Regions from separate parts of the Zea mays genome. Here all the other regions are linked to region 3. The links are chromatin contacts, called in public Hi-C maps. All regions are on one chromosome and are shown on one strand. The core of a region is the stretch at or near the end of the contact, and the rest is flanking DNA. Distances in the headings are between cores, read along the strand shown.

The links. A called contact is a pair of places that touch in the nucleus more often than the background predicts.
Region 1: a Hi-C map of ear shows a contact between it and region 3, with 4 times the contacts expected there. The contact joins the promoter of LOC103646769 here to the promoter of LOC103646774 in region 3. A contact is called at or near these places in 4 of 25 Hi-C or Micro-C datasets (ear, leaf and tassel).
Region 2: a contact with region 3 is called in a Hi-C map of endosperm, with 5 times the contacts expected there. The contact joins the enhancer-like site here to the promoter of LOC103646774 in region 3. A contact is called at or near these places in 2 of 25 Hi-C or Micro-C datasets (endosperm and tassel).

The regions. Positions count from the first base shown.
Region 1 is chr2:104,341,417-104,345,591 of Zm-B73-REFERENCE-NAM-5.0, reverse strand. LOC103646769 (ABC transporter G family member 25) reads left to right here and starts at 2,260. Exons shown (of 14, transcript XM_020548374.3): 1 at 2,260-2,708; 2 at 2,790-2,866; 3 at 3,488-3,760; 4 at 3,864-3,927; 5 at 4,028-4,171. The coding sequence starts at 2,479.
Region 2 is chr2:104,435,833-104,439,847 of Zm-B73-REFERENCE-NAM-5.0, reverse strand. No RefSeq gene overlaps it. Among protein-coding and RNA genes, the nearest start is that of LOC118476337, 15 kb to the right of the region's middle. Within about 2 kb of position 1,272, at least 17 of the 20 cell types and tissues checked have an H3K27ac peak or open chromatin away from gene starts, as enhancers often do. A contact at or near this core is called in endosperm and tassel, where this site is marked.
Region 3 is chr2:104,743,287-104,747,352 of Zm-B73-REFERENCE-NAM-5.0, reverse strand. LOC103646774 (pumilio homolog 3) reads left to right here and starts at 1,608. Exons shown (of 9, transcript XM_008671440.4): 1 at 1,608-2,079; 2 at 3,444-4,066. The coding sequence starts at 1,837.

The sequences.
Region 1 (4,175 bases), core at 1,011-3,510, 400 kb after region 3:
TTCCTGTCCACTTTGAAGATGGCCAAGAACTTTGCTTTTGCCTCCTGGATCAGCTGCTCCTTGTGCTCCTCGAACTGGAGCTGTTCGTCGGCCGGCAAGGTTTCCCAAGTCGGCTCTATAATGTTGTTGGGGGAGACTTCAGAGCTATCCCTTGAACCGGCCATTGAGGGCCGATTTGATGAGTCTAGATGTGTTGTCCCCAGCGGAGTCGCCAAAAAGTATGTTGACACCTTTTTAGGGCGCCAAACACTCAACACGAACTAGTGGCAGTGCTCTCTGCACAGGGGCGGACGGTCCGCGCGGAGGGGCCGGACGGTCCACGTCCTGGTGCGAGGCTAGAGTTCCTGCCTGACGGCCGGACGGTCCGCGTGTGCGCAGGGGCGGCGGAAGATTGCCGGTGGCGCCTGGATCTCGCTCCCGGGAGGGACCCCGTCCGGGAGGACAGATCCTAGGAGTTGTCTAGGCTCGGGCAGGCCGACCTAGACTCCTCTAATCGACGTAGAGTCGAAGAGAAGCGAAGAATTTGGGGGATCGGAAGGCTAAACTAGAACTAGACTAGAACTACTCCTAGGAAATAAATGCGGAATAGAAGTGTTATTGATTCGATTCATTATTACAAATCGCCCGTATACCTCTCTATTTATAGAGGAGGGGGGCTGGACCCTTTACAAACTAATTTCCAAGCTTATCCCGAGATTCTCGCCAACAAACATAGCAAGAAACTCGGAACCCTAATCTGTTCTGCGCCTGCGTGGACCGCCCGGCCTACAGGTGCGGACTGTCCGGACCGCGGACCGTCCGGCCCCAGGGCCGGACCGTCCGACCTATCATTTTGGTCGCCAACAATAAGAAAGTTTCTTTTCCGTCTCAATTCCTTCTTCTACCCTAATTTTCCCTCAATTCCTTCTTTGTCTTCGTCCTCCTTCGACCCTTAAAGGTACCTGGATGCCTAAAAGGAGTGGAAAATTAGGATAACTGTTTTTCATATTAATCGAGGTCTCTAATTTTATCTCGTAGACATAACCTATGCATATAACCAAGCAAGCTAGTATAAGTAAGGTTTTGTCTATGTGTTACTATCTCTATCGTAAAACAGAGTTACAATCTATAGGTTCCAATCCTACCAACTAGCCTGTAACTAATGTAGGAATGAAAAAGCACACAATCGAAGGAAGCAATGTAAATACGGAAGCTTAATTATGATAGAGATGCAACCTCCTATTGACGTGCCAATATTTTTTACAGAGGTATTAAGAATCAGCAAGGTTGTAATTAATCCTCATTAGTGCCCCTACGCATGGAAGCCCATGCGAGGGCCAAACACCTGATCAGGTAGCTCTGTAGTTAGCCACGATCCTTTTTCCCCTGCAAGTGGTCCTTCTCTTCTGGCTTCACTCGGATGCTCCACACTGTCTCCACTATCGAGCTTTCGACCGAAACATTGTGGGCCTCATTACCTTCGGTGCACGACGATGGCCACACCTTAAACACGGTTTGTGTGATCTTGCAAGACTGTTGTCCACTCAGTACATTTACAACGACGCACGCAAGTGTCCAGGGGTTTGAGAGTGTCTAACCTCACTATCGACAACTAGGCATAACCTAGAGCGAGTGTTATAACTCTAATACAGATGAAGACTATCAAACATTTGATGAAGACTAAAAGACTAGACAAATTTATTAAACCTAATTAAATCTATGTTTAACACTCATATTTGATATTCAAACATTTAATGTGACACGAACTAAAATTTAGTGAGGAAACTAAACACCTTCTCAAATTCCTGCCCTCTATGTTACCAAACTATCATGCTCTTACATAATTTATAGTTAACGGTTGTTTAATCAAACATACTTTAGCTTTTTCTACGATTGTTAGTTTGCAACAATTTTTTCATAACTAAATCAGATTTTCAGTAATTTCTAGCTATAACCAAACATGCCCTTAATGAACATGGGTTATGAGTTTGTGTCATACGGGGTGCAGGGGTACTCTGAAAGTAGAAAATCTGGTTGAAAGAAACTCTCTGTTCTTTTTTATTAGATGCTGGTATAGAGATATACAAAAGATATATAGAGGTAGCCATAGAGATAAGGGTTAGAATAAAAATATAGCAGGGGAGGGAGAGAAACGAGAGCAGGACGAAACAGTCAGGTTGGCCCCTACCCGCATGTGGCAGCCAGAGGCAGTCCACACGCCTACAAAATACCGAATCAACGGCAGCAACTTTTCTGTCTCTTGGCTTGTTCCTTCGTCCCTCCGGCCTCCAGCCTCCAGCCTCCAGGCCAGCAAGCAAACAGTAGCGCAGTATATATTGGCAAAGCATCCCTTTCTCGTTTCCTCGCTCGCAGTCGCAACACGTTTCCACGCCGTCCCTCCGCTTACCCGGCCGGCCATCCCCATTCCCATCCTTTTCTCCTCCTCCTCCTCAGCCGGCCAAGCTCGCTACCGCCTCGGCGCTCCTCCTCCGGCTCGGAATGCGCGATGCGAGGGCTCCGCAGCTCCAGCAGCGAGCCCATGGCGGCGTCGGCGTCGTCGTCGTCCTCCTCGTCCTCCTCGCAGGCGCCGCCAGCGGCCAGCAGCAGGCGCAGCCGCCGCCGGTAGTACCTCCGGCGGACCTGCCGGACGTGGAGAGGCAGCTCAACAACCTGACCAACGACATCGCAGTCACCATCTCCGACAAGTTCAGCTTCTGCGTTGCCGACCTGTAAGCTGCTCGATCGCCGTCGTCGCCCGTCAGTACAGAATAACCCGTGTAGCTGATCCTGATTCGTGGCGGCGTGCTCAGGGAGGAGGACTGGAACGAGGCCTTCAACTACACGTCCGACCTCAGCTTCGTGGATCGGTGCCTCACGGAGACCCAAGGTAAGCTCATGCATGGCCTGATCCCGGATGTGGCCTTCATCGCTGTTTGACTGGTCAATCCACATCTCAGGATTTTGGGTCTGATTTCCAGTTGATTTTTAATCAATTCTTCTGTTTGCTTCCGAGTGAAGTGGTTTTGAATCCGAGAATCTCGTCTCGGCACGGCAAAGATTGTTGGGCCGGGTGAAGAAATTATTAATTATCAATTATTCTGTTTGATAGGTGCCTGCTTGCCTAGGGTAGTAGTAGTAGGTTTCGTCAACTTATGAACGCGTGGACCACACCTTGTGTCGTTCTTGTAGCCCCTCGATTTTTCTCTCGTTCCAGCCAGGCAAGTGGCTGACTGAGACGTTGTCAGTTTGAAACGTTCTCTCCTACGCATTTCGCTTCGCACGTGAAATCATTCATCTTAGAACAACCATTTGTTTATCTGACACAGTTGGGTTTGACAAGCTCAACTCCAACTAATAATAGTATGATCGTCCATCGCAGTTCGCAGTCCTAGTGACGTTGGCAATCTTTTCACAAACTAGGCATTTTGACTCAGTATAAAAAATGAACCTGTCTTCATTATTTTATTCTATAAATATCTAACGAACATACATACTGGGTTCCATCCAGGCGACCTGGTCCAGCGTCTATGCACGCCGGACGAAGTGAAGTTCTACCTGGCAAGCCTGTACGACCGCGACGGCGACAAGAACATCAACCTCAAGACGAACATAAACTGCAACATCTCGTCCTGGGGGAGGGGGTGCGACGCCGGATGGGCCTGCGCCGCCGACCCGGTGGTCGTCGTTCGGGATCCCAGGAACGGCGTCCCGCTCAGAGCGAGGGGCTGCCAGGCATGCTGCGAGGGCTTCTTCTGCCCGCGCGGCCTCACTTGCATGCTCCGTGAGTTGCATTTATCAGCTAGCTTGCCCCGCGTGGGGCCACGCTCTCTCGTGCTTGCTTGCTTCTGACTTGGTGTCCCTCCCTTTCCTCTTGCCGTCGTCAGCTTGTCCGCTAGGCTCCTACTGCCCACGCGCCACGGCGAACCAGACGACTGGCCTCTGCGACCCGTAAGACGCATTCCTTCCTGCTGCTACTGCGACAGACGGATTCAGTGTGCCATGCCATGCGTGTGTCTCAACTACTGTGGGGGGCTTTTGGTATTATCAGGTACAAGTACCAGATCACCCCGAACTCGACGAACGGTTGCGGAGGCGCTGACATGTGGGCCGATATCCAGAGCACCGAAGAGATCTTCTGCCCGGCTGGTTACCACTGTCCGAGCACAACAAGGAAGGACAACTGCAGCACTGGGTGG
Region 2 (4,015 bases), core at 23-2,522, 310 kb after region 3:
CTATGGTTATTTGTTTGTGCATTCACTCATGAAGATAATGATAAAAGAAATATACTAAAGTTGAGATGGGCATTTAACCTCAATTTGGAATACTAGAAATTGGGGAAAACAAAGCACTAGATTTAACAAAATAAATATTAAAAATAAATAAGTGCACCCATGCCATGTTTAAGTTGAACATGTGATGAGAAAACAAATTTACCACAAAGTTTGAATTTGAATGGGAATTCAAATTATATATTTGAAAATAAAAAGAAAAGGGAAAACATAAAACAAAAAAGGAAAAAAAAACTGCGCTCGGCCTAACTCCACCCATTCGGCCCACTCAGCACGCCTCGGCCCACCAACACTTCACTCGTGCGCCGCGCGGCCCAGTCTCACCTAACGGCGCCCACCCATGGGTCCCACGAGACAACCCCACTTGTGATCTGTTGCACCCACTACGCCGCGGGCCCGCTTGTTAGCTTCCCAGCGCCTCACGGTTATCACTGACGCGTGGGGTTCGCTTGTCAGCTGCTCTCAATCGAACCGCGCGCATGGCGGATGTCACCGCCACGTCTCACGCGAGGATAATGCCCGGGGAGTCCGCGACCCTCCTTCCCGACTCATCTACGTGGGGGATAACTATCCTCCTGGCATCTCGGGCGCAGCACGTTCCTCCATTCCCCGGCCATCTCCGTGAACCGAGAAAGAGAGAGAGGGCTGAGAGCCGCCTCGGTCGGTGTCGGGCAAAGTCATGACGCCAACCGCGTGAAGAAGCTGAGGGAGGTCCTCAAGTGGTGTTGGTCCCGTACGGTGCATTGCCTTGCATCGGGGTGGTCGGAGCGCGGGGAATTGCACACCGTAGTTGATCTCGCCTCCGCGCAATCTAGTCACCGCGGTCGGGCCCATTCGCTGCACAATCTCCGGTAATAAGTATACCCCCGTCCTTGTTATGCCTTCCGCATTATGTAGCTAAGCCGGATTAGAAAACGGGCGTGAGAGCGTGGGGATTGACTCCGCCGGTCATGGCGCGCCGCCGCTGACTCACCTTTGGGTCGCCGGCGTTCAAATGGTTGGAGGAGAGCGTTGCCTGGCCGTCGATCGTGAGATATGGGGCTGAGATTAGATTTCTAATGTGGCGCACCTTGGCCGTTAGATGGGTGATGAGCGGTTTGGATCGGAGTTCACATAAGGATTCGCTGGGAACGGTCTCGTGCCGTCCAATCCGATCGAACGAGATCGGAGTGAAGGTACTGTTGTGCCCTAGATCACCGATCCGACGGTAGAATTCGTGTACCGGTTCATGAAGGCTTAGATCTAATTTGGTGCATCGATGATTGATCGGACGGCTAAGAACATTCCATAGCCGTTCGACCGAGCGCTTATGCAAAAGAGCCCTCGGGCTTTTAGTGAATCAACCCGCGGTCCACTGCGGGGTTCGATCTGTGTCTTGGGAATTCTTGCGCAGGGACCCTCGAGCTTTGGTTTAATTGACGCGCAGTCCAAAGAACATATAAATTGGATAAATAAATATGGAAATGGATTTTTAATATAAAAATAATTTCTAGAATTTTTATAATCCCTAGAAAATTCATATTAAGTCCAAATTGGACCATTCCAGTTTCTATAATTTTGTAATAATATTGTTCATCACATAGTGTCTCTGTTTTGACATGAAAATTGTATTAAAATTTAGCTCTTAGCTAATCTTGTATCAAATACATAAAACCTTTGGAAATTCATAACTTAAAATCCATAACTCCAAAATTATTGATTATTTTTCCTATGATCTTATTTTAATGTGTAGATTATTAATATGTATTTTGTATACATGTTTGGTGTGATGTTAATTTCCTCTTTATACTATGCTTGTTTGTATTATGGCGAGTAGAAGAGCAAGTGGATGAGGATCCCGGTGTTCAGCAGGTAGAAGTTGCTGAGCAAGAGCTCATTGAAGGCAAGTTGTGCCCTTGACCACTTTTTACCCAATAATATTTTTTATTATCACTTATTCAAGCATAGGTTTAATTTTGATGGGAACCAATAGGTCACCCTAGACTGGTTATCCTTTTACCTTGTTTACCCCTGAATCATTTGGGTAGTTTTCCTATTGCTCTATATGGTTTTGGGTTTAATGCTACATTATGTCCATGTTCCAATTATTCTATTATTTTATTTATGTTCATGTCAAGATCATTATTTTAATTGGAACATGGAGCTTAACTTGAGAAACATGTGCCACCACAAGGGTGGAATGGGACGCCCTTGGCTGACTAACTAGGAAAGCTAGTGGAGGACTACCTTACCCGATAGGGGCAAGGGCAGTAGGGGAGTAGGCGTGTAGGGAGGTTACCGGGTTGATTTTGCTGCGATGGTGGTCAGATGGGGGATTCCTGCATTTCTCTTCCTAGAAATTGTAGCGGGTTTTCTGAAGCTAGTGGAACTAGGTAAAGGCCTCGTAGTGTTGCCCTGCCTCGCCTCCTTGGTAGAGGTGTAAGGGAGTCGCGATCCCTTGGCAGATGGGTGACATGACTTGTGGGTACAAGGTACAACCTCTTCAGAGTGTAAAACTGGTATAAGCCGTGCTCGCGGTCATGAGCAGCTCAAGACTCTCGCATGATTAAATTATGGAACTAAATTCAATTTGTCATTTGCATTGCATGGGATTATTATTAACTTTGTTCTATTCTTATTATGGTTTGGTATTTACTTACATCTAGTAATTGCTAATAAAATTTGACCAACTTATTAAAATAAATGCTCAGCTTTAACACCTATTGATGATCAATCTTACACATCACATGAACTCCCACCTTTGGTGAGTTCATTCACATTATTCCCCATGACTTGTTGAGCTATGATCTTTTGTGAGCTCACACTTGCGATATATAATCCCCCCATAGAAGAAGAACAGGTGGCCCAGGAGGAGCCGCACAACGAGGAGTTCGACTTGGTCTTGGGGGCTTCTCCCAGTCGACTTTATGGCGCCAAGGATGGACTTTAGTTCGCTTTATATTTATCTTTTGTTTTGTAAGACTTCCGCTATGTAATAAATACTTTTATGATATTGTGACATTTATCTCTATGCATTCTATTATTATATGTGTTGTTCTTCTTTGGCGCACATATGAGATGCACCCAGCATTATTCCTTAAATCCGGGTGTGACAGAAGTGGAATCAGAGGGAATGTTGACTGACGAAACCTAGATAGAAATGGACAAAACCCTTACCTACTTATCTTACTCTGATTCTTTCTATACTTATCTTGATCATGTCTCACCTTTTGCTGTTATACTATGATTACTCTTATCTTTTCTACTATAAGACAAGATGGATTTCACACCTTGGAATCCTACATTTATGACCTTTATAAGAGATAGGAGGCATAAGACAAAATTAAAACTAGTTTCTCTATTTAAAAATGTTGGTTGATTGTTTTGATGATAAATCCCTGATTTGCTTCTTTGATTGATTGAAACATTATAGTTGGGCATCTTAGCATTAACCACCATAAGGTAATGTATTAGCTTTAGTAGCTAACACACTAATCTACTTAGCTAATAAAACCCCAAAGTAACATGCCTCGTAATTACTCGCCTTGTCTACAATTCTTTCTTTCTTACCATATGTTTCTAACTCAGATGATCAATACCAGGAAGGGAGGAGGAATTAATCTACCCCCCCCCCCCAATCGACACAATCGAGGGTACTTAGACAGCAATAACAGCAAGCCGAGATGAATCCTCCTAATCCTCCACCAGTCGGGGCTGATCCAGCAGTTACAACTCAGATGAGGATAATGCAACAGATGGCTGATACTATGGTAGATATTCATGCGCAGGTGCGATAGGAGCGTCAGGAGATGCGCCAAGAGAGAGAAGAGATGCGCCAAGAGCAAAGGGTGCAACAGCAGCAAGCACCATTGCCTCCACCACCACCACCACTAGTTCCACCCCGGTACAAGCACCGGAGTTCATGAGCCAAAAGCCACCGACGTTCGCCAGCTCTCCAGATCCTCGGCACGCTGATGAT
Region 3 (4,066 bases), core at 359-2,858:
CGGGCGAGGCGGAGACCGTCTTCCGAGGTCGAGGTTGAGGCCGAGCCCTGGGGGCGGGCGAGGCGGAGACCGTCTTCCGAGGTCGAGGTTGAGGCCGAGCCTTGGGGTCGGGCGAGGCGGAGCTTCCTATGGCGCCTGAGGCTAGACTCGACTGCTGTCAGCCTCACCCTGGCGGGTGGCACATCAGTCGGAGCAGGGCAGGCGGCGCTGTTTTCCTGTCAGGTCAGTCAGTGGAGGGGCGAAGTGACTGCGGTCACTTCGGCCCTGCCGACTGAGGAACGCGCGTCAGGATAAGGTGTCAGACGATCCTTGCATTGAATGCTCTTTTGATACGGTCGGTTGGTGAGACGATTTGGCCAAGGTTGCTTCACTGTGAAGCCTGTCCGAGCTGGGCCTCGGGCGAGTCGAGGGTGCGCCCGTTGCTTGAGGAGGCCCTCGGGCGAGGCGTGAATCCGCCTGGGTCTACTGTTCCTGCCCGAGGCTAGGCTCGGGCGAGGCGAGATCGTGTCCCTTGAGTGGACGGAGCCTTGACCTGAATTGCGCCCATCAAGCTTCTGCAGCTTGTGCTGATGGTGATTACCAGCCGAGTTTAGGAGTCTTGGGGGTACCTCTAATTATAGTCCCCGACAGAACTGGTCTAAAATGGAGCATAGTCATACTAAACACGCCCATAATCCATGTGTTTGTGATACCATGATAATCCTAGGGGCTATTCGTTTCAGATTAAAGCTGACTATTTAGATTGTTGCAGATGCAATACATAGAGACAAAAATAATGTAGAAATAGTAGAAGCCGGTATGGATTAAAACAGGACAATGACTAATATGCAAGCAGTCATCAGGTGTAAGCGTGCAAACAACTTTCTTGGTCCGTCAGAACAAGATCCAACCGTATATGTAATCGTGGTTTGTTAGGGAGCTTTTTTATAAAGCTAACGAGGTGGTGGTGAGAGAATTTAAATGCTAAATATGTTATACGGTTAAATCTAGATTTAGGGCTATACTGGGAACCCTATTTTTCCAAGGCAATTCTATTTTCCCAAGTAAAATTAGTTCATTTTCACTTACGGGGCGTTTGGATCCCTTCATTTTAGAGGAATTGGAATTCACTCAATAAAGTAACTTATTTAGTTTGGAATTTGACATTCCACCACTTTCCAAAGTTAAGATATAAGCCTATCTCAAATTTATGGGGTGAAGGATGAGAAATAATTTTATGCATTAGTAGAATTTGTTTCTACACTATAACTTAAATAACACTCTTCGTCTCACTTTTCCATAGTAAAAATGTAGCACATAAATATCTCCAACATTTTGCTAATAATAGTATATAAATATATTTTGCATAAAATTGAATTACTATTATTGGAATGAAATTCAATTACAATGATTCAAGCAGGGCGTTAGAAAAATAGAAATTACTCTCTTAGGGCTTGTTTGGGAACCCCAATTTTCCAAGGGATTTTTATTTTTCTATGGGAAAATGAACTAATTTCCCTTGGGAAAATAGAAATCCCTTGAGAAATTGGGGTTCCCAAACTAGCCCTTAACGTGAAAAAAAACATGCTTGTATATCTAATAGCTGATTTCTATTCCCTCGCGGCACCGGCCGCTCCAAACCAAACCCAAGATGAGACCAAAACCCCGAAAACCCAAACCCTAGAGCTAAAGGCGCCGCCACCCAACCCACTGGCCACTGCACCCCACCCTACCCCACCCCACACGGGCACCCGCGTGCCAATTTGTTGCCCGCGCCACCTTCGGGTGGTTTCGTTCAAACCCAACCTATTTTTTCGCGAACGCGCGCGTGCGGCGTTACGAGAGGAGGCGGAGAAGATGGCTCCGTTCGGCGACGGCGGCTGGGGTGGCGACGGAGGGGAGGCGCTGCTGGGGCGGGACCCGCTGCGCAGTGGCAGCGCGCCGCCGACGATGGAGGCCGGCGCGGAGGCAGCGGTGGCGGCGGAGAGGGTGTTTGGCAGCGTTGGTGGCGGCGCCTCGTTCTTCTCCGGTATCGACGGGCGCGGGTTGGGCGCGAGGATGGACGAGGTCACCATGCGCCACGGTGCTGCCGGAGTTCAGGTAAGGGGTGTTGCTGCTCTTGAGCTCATCGATGGTTTTGGTTTGGTGGATGTAGTTTGGATCGGTAAGATTGGGGTTTGCCATTGCCATTGTTCCGTCGACGGGCCTCTCAATATTAATTCGATGTTCTTGTGTTTTGATGGTTGGGTTGGGATTCGTATTTTGGCCTTTTATTAAATACTAGATGATTAAAGTTTCCATGTGCAACGAAGTGGAGAAACGTCAAACTTACCATCTTTAGTTTTGTTTGGTTTCCAATGCTAAACATTAGTGTTTCATGAGTGTCATTCTGTAGGTTCAGGCGTTTACGTTTGTCTTTTGTAGATTAGATGGATGCTTGGATATCAGGTCGGACTCGTTGTTATCTTCCAAATATAGCATGCGATCTGTGTGATTTTGCTCAGAAGATTTGGATTTGCCACAGATACTTATTTACGCACAAATCATCATAAGTATAGGGGTATATATATCGGGAGCCGTCTACTGCTAAAGTGCTAATGATGTTTGCTGTTATCTAGTTCTCGCCGGTACTTAGGAACTACATTTTCTGTGTTCATTCGCCATATCCCATCAGATAGGATGGTTTGTTTGGAGGACTCACCAAGATACATAATTTGAGGGAAAAATTCTCTTCCTTTATCCCATGTTGCACATTATCATCTATTTAGACAATTATGGTTCTTAAAATCTGGTTTTATTCTGGCAGATGTCTTTTTCTATCTTTATTTTTAGAGAGATTATCTACATACCAAATTTAATTGGACGATTAGCTTTAATCCATATTTGCTTAGAACTGAACTTTCTGTTCTACTACATGCAACTTTTCTTCAGGGGCGGAGCTTGGAACATTACAATGATGGTGCTTAATATATGCCATCTCCATCTCAGGGGCGGAGCTTGGAACATTAATAATGCATTTCCTTCCAACAGTTGGCAAAAAAAGATGGTGCTTAATAACGAAATATTAGATATAAACCATACTTTAGGGATGTTAATCAGGGTAATGTACATGTAGGGTTAAAAAGGGTAACATGGGCAGCGGCTGTGGGGTTGGGTTTTTTGCAGCCCTCGCAGCACCTGCCATGTATCCTGTCCTTAGTTCTGCTCCTGCTATTCACTGTTATGTTTGCATGCTTAATGATTTAATGTGTACCATTTTTTGTAATCCTCTTATCTTTAACATTGTTCCAAAATTCTTTTGTTTAACTTTGATATTTTCTTTTTTTGCCAACTGTTGGAAGGAAATGCATTATTATTGTTTGCCTAATATGCTCCATAGAAGGGACAAAGAATTTTCTTCTATAGCTTTTTTTTTCATTATGTGTTCATTCCAAATAATTTTAGGCTTTGTATTTTTGCTTCAGGAACATTTTGGCAATTCTGCATCTTTATCTGTTAGACCACATGGCCAACAGTTTAATGGTACAGGAGACTTGGATGAACAGCAGTTTGGACTGAGCAGAGTTCATAGTGGTGGTGTTATGGCAAACTACTCTGCATCTGACATGGGTCCCCTTTGGACAGATATGAATCCAGACAATGTTGACTATTGCAGAAATATCCAGAATCGCTCCATGTCAAACATTGGAAAGATGAATGCTTATGGCAATAGGGATCTTAGTGCTTCCTACATGTTTGATTCTAATCTTTTAGATGCTTTATCTGGGCTGAGGCTGTCTAATAGTCTAGTAATGGACCAATGGAATCATGGGGAAGGGCAACTAGACGAAATACTCGAGTGTCAAAGAGATTTCTCAAAAATTGGTGATGAAAATCGATCACCTTTGGTTGGTAATGTTTTTCGTGCATCTAGGTCGGATGTGCATCCACTGCCAATATATGGACATGGCATTTCACAGAGGCAGACCAGTGCATTAGATGGTTCCAATGTTTCAAGGTTCAGTCGCCATCACATAAAGGGTGTTGATCACTTATCTTTGGCTGCTGAACGGGTAGCTGCAATGCAATCAGGCAACCTGCGTAGAGG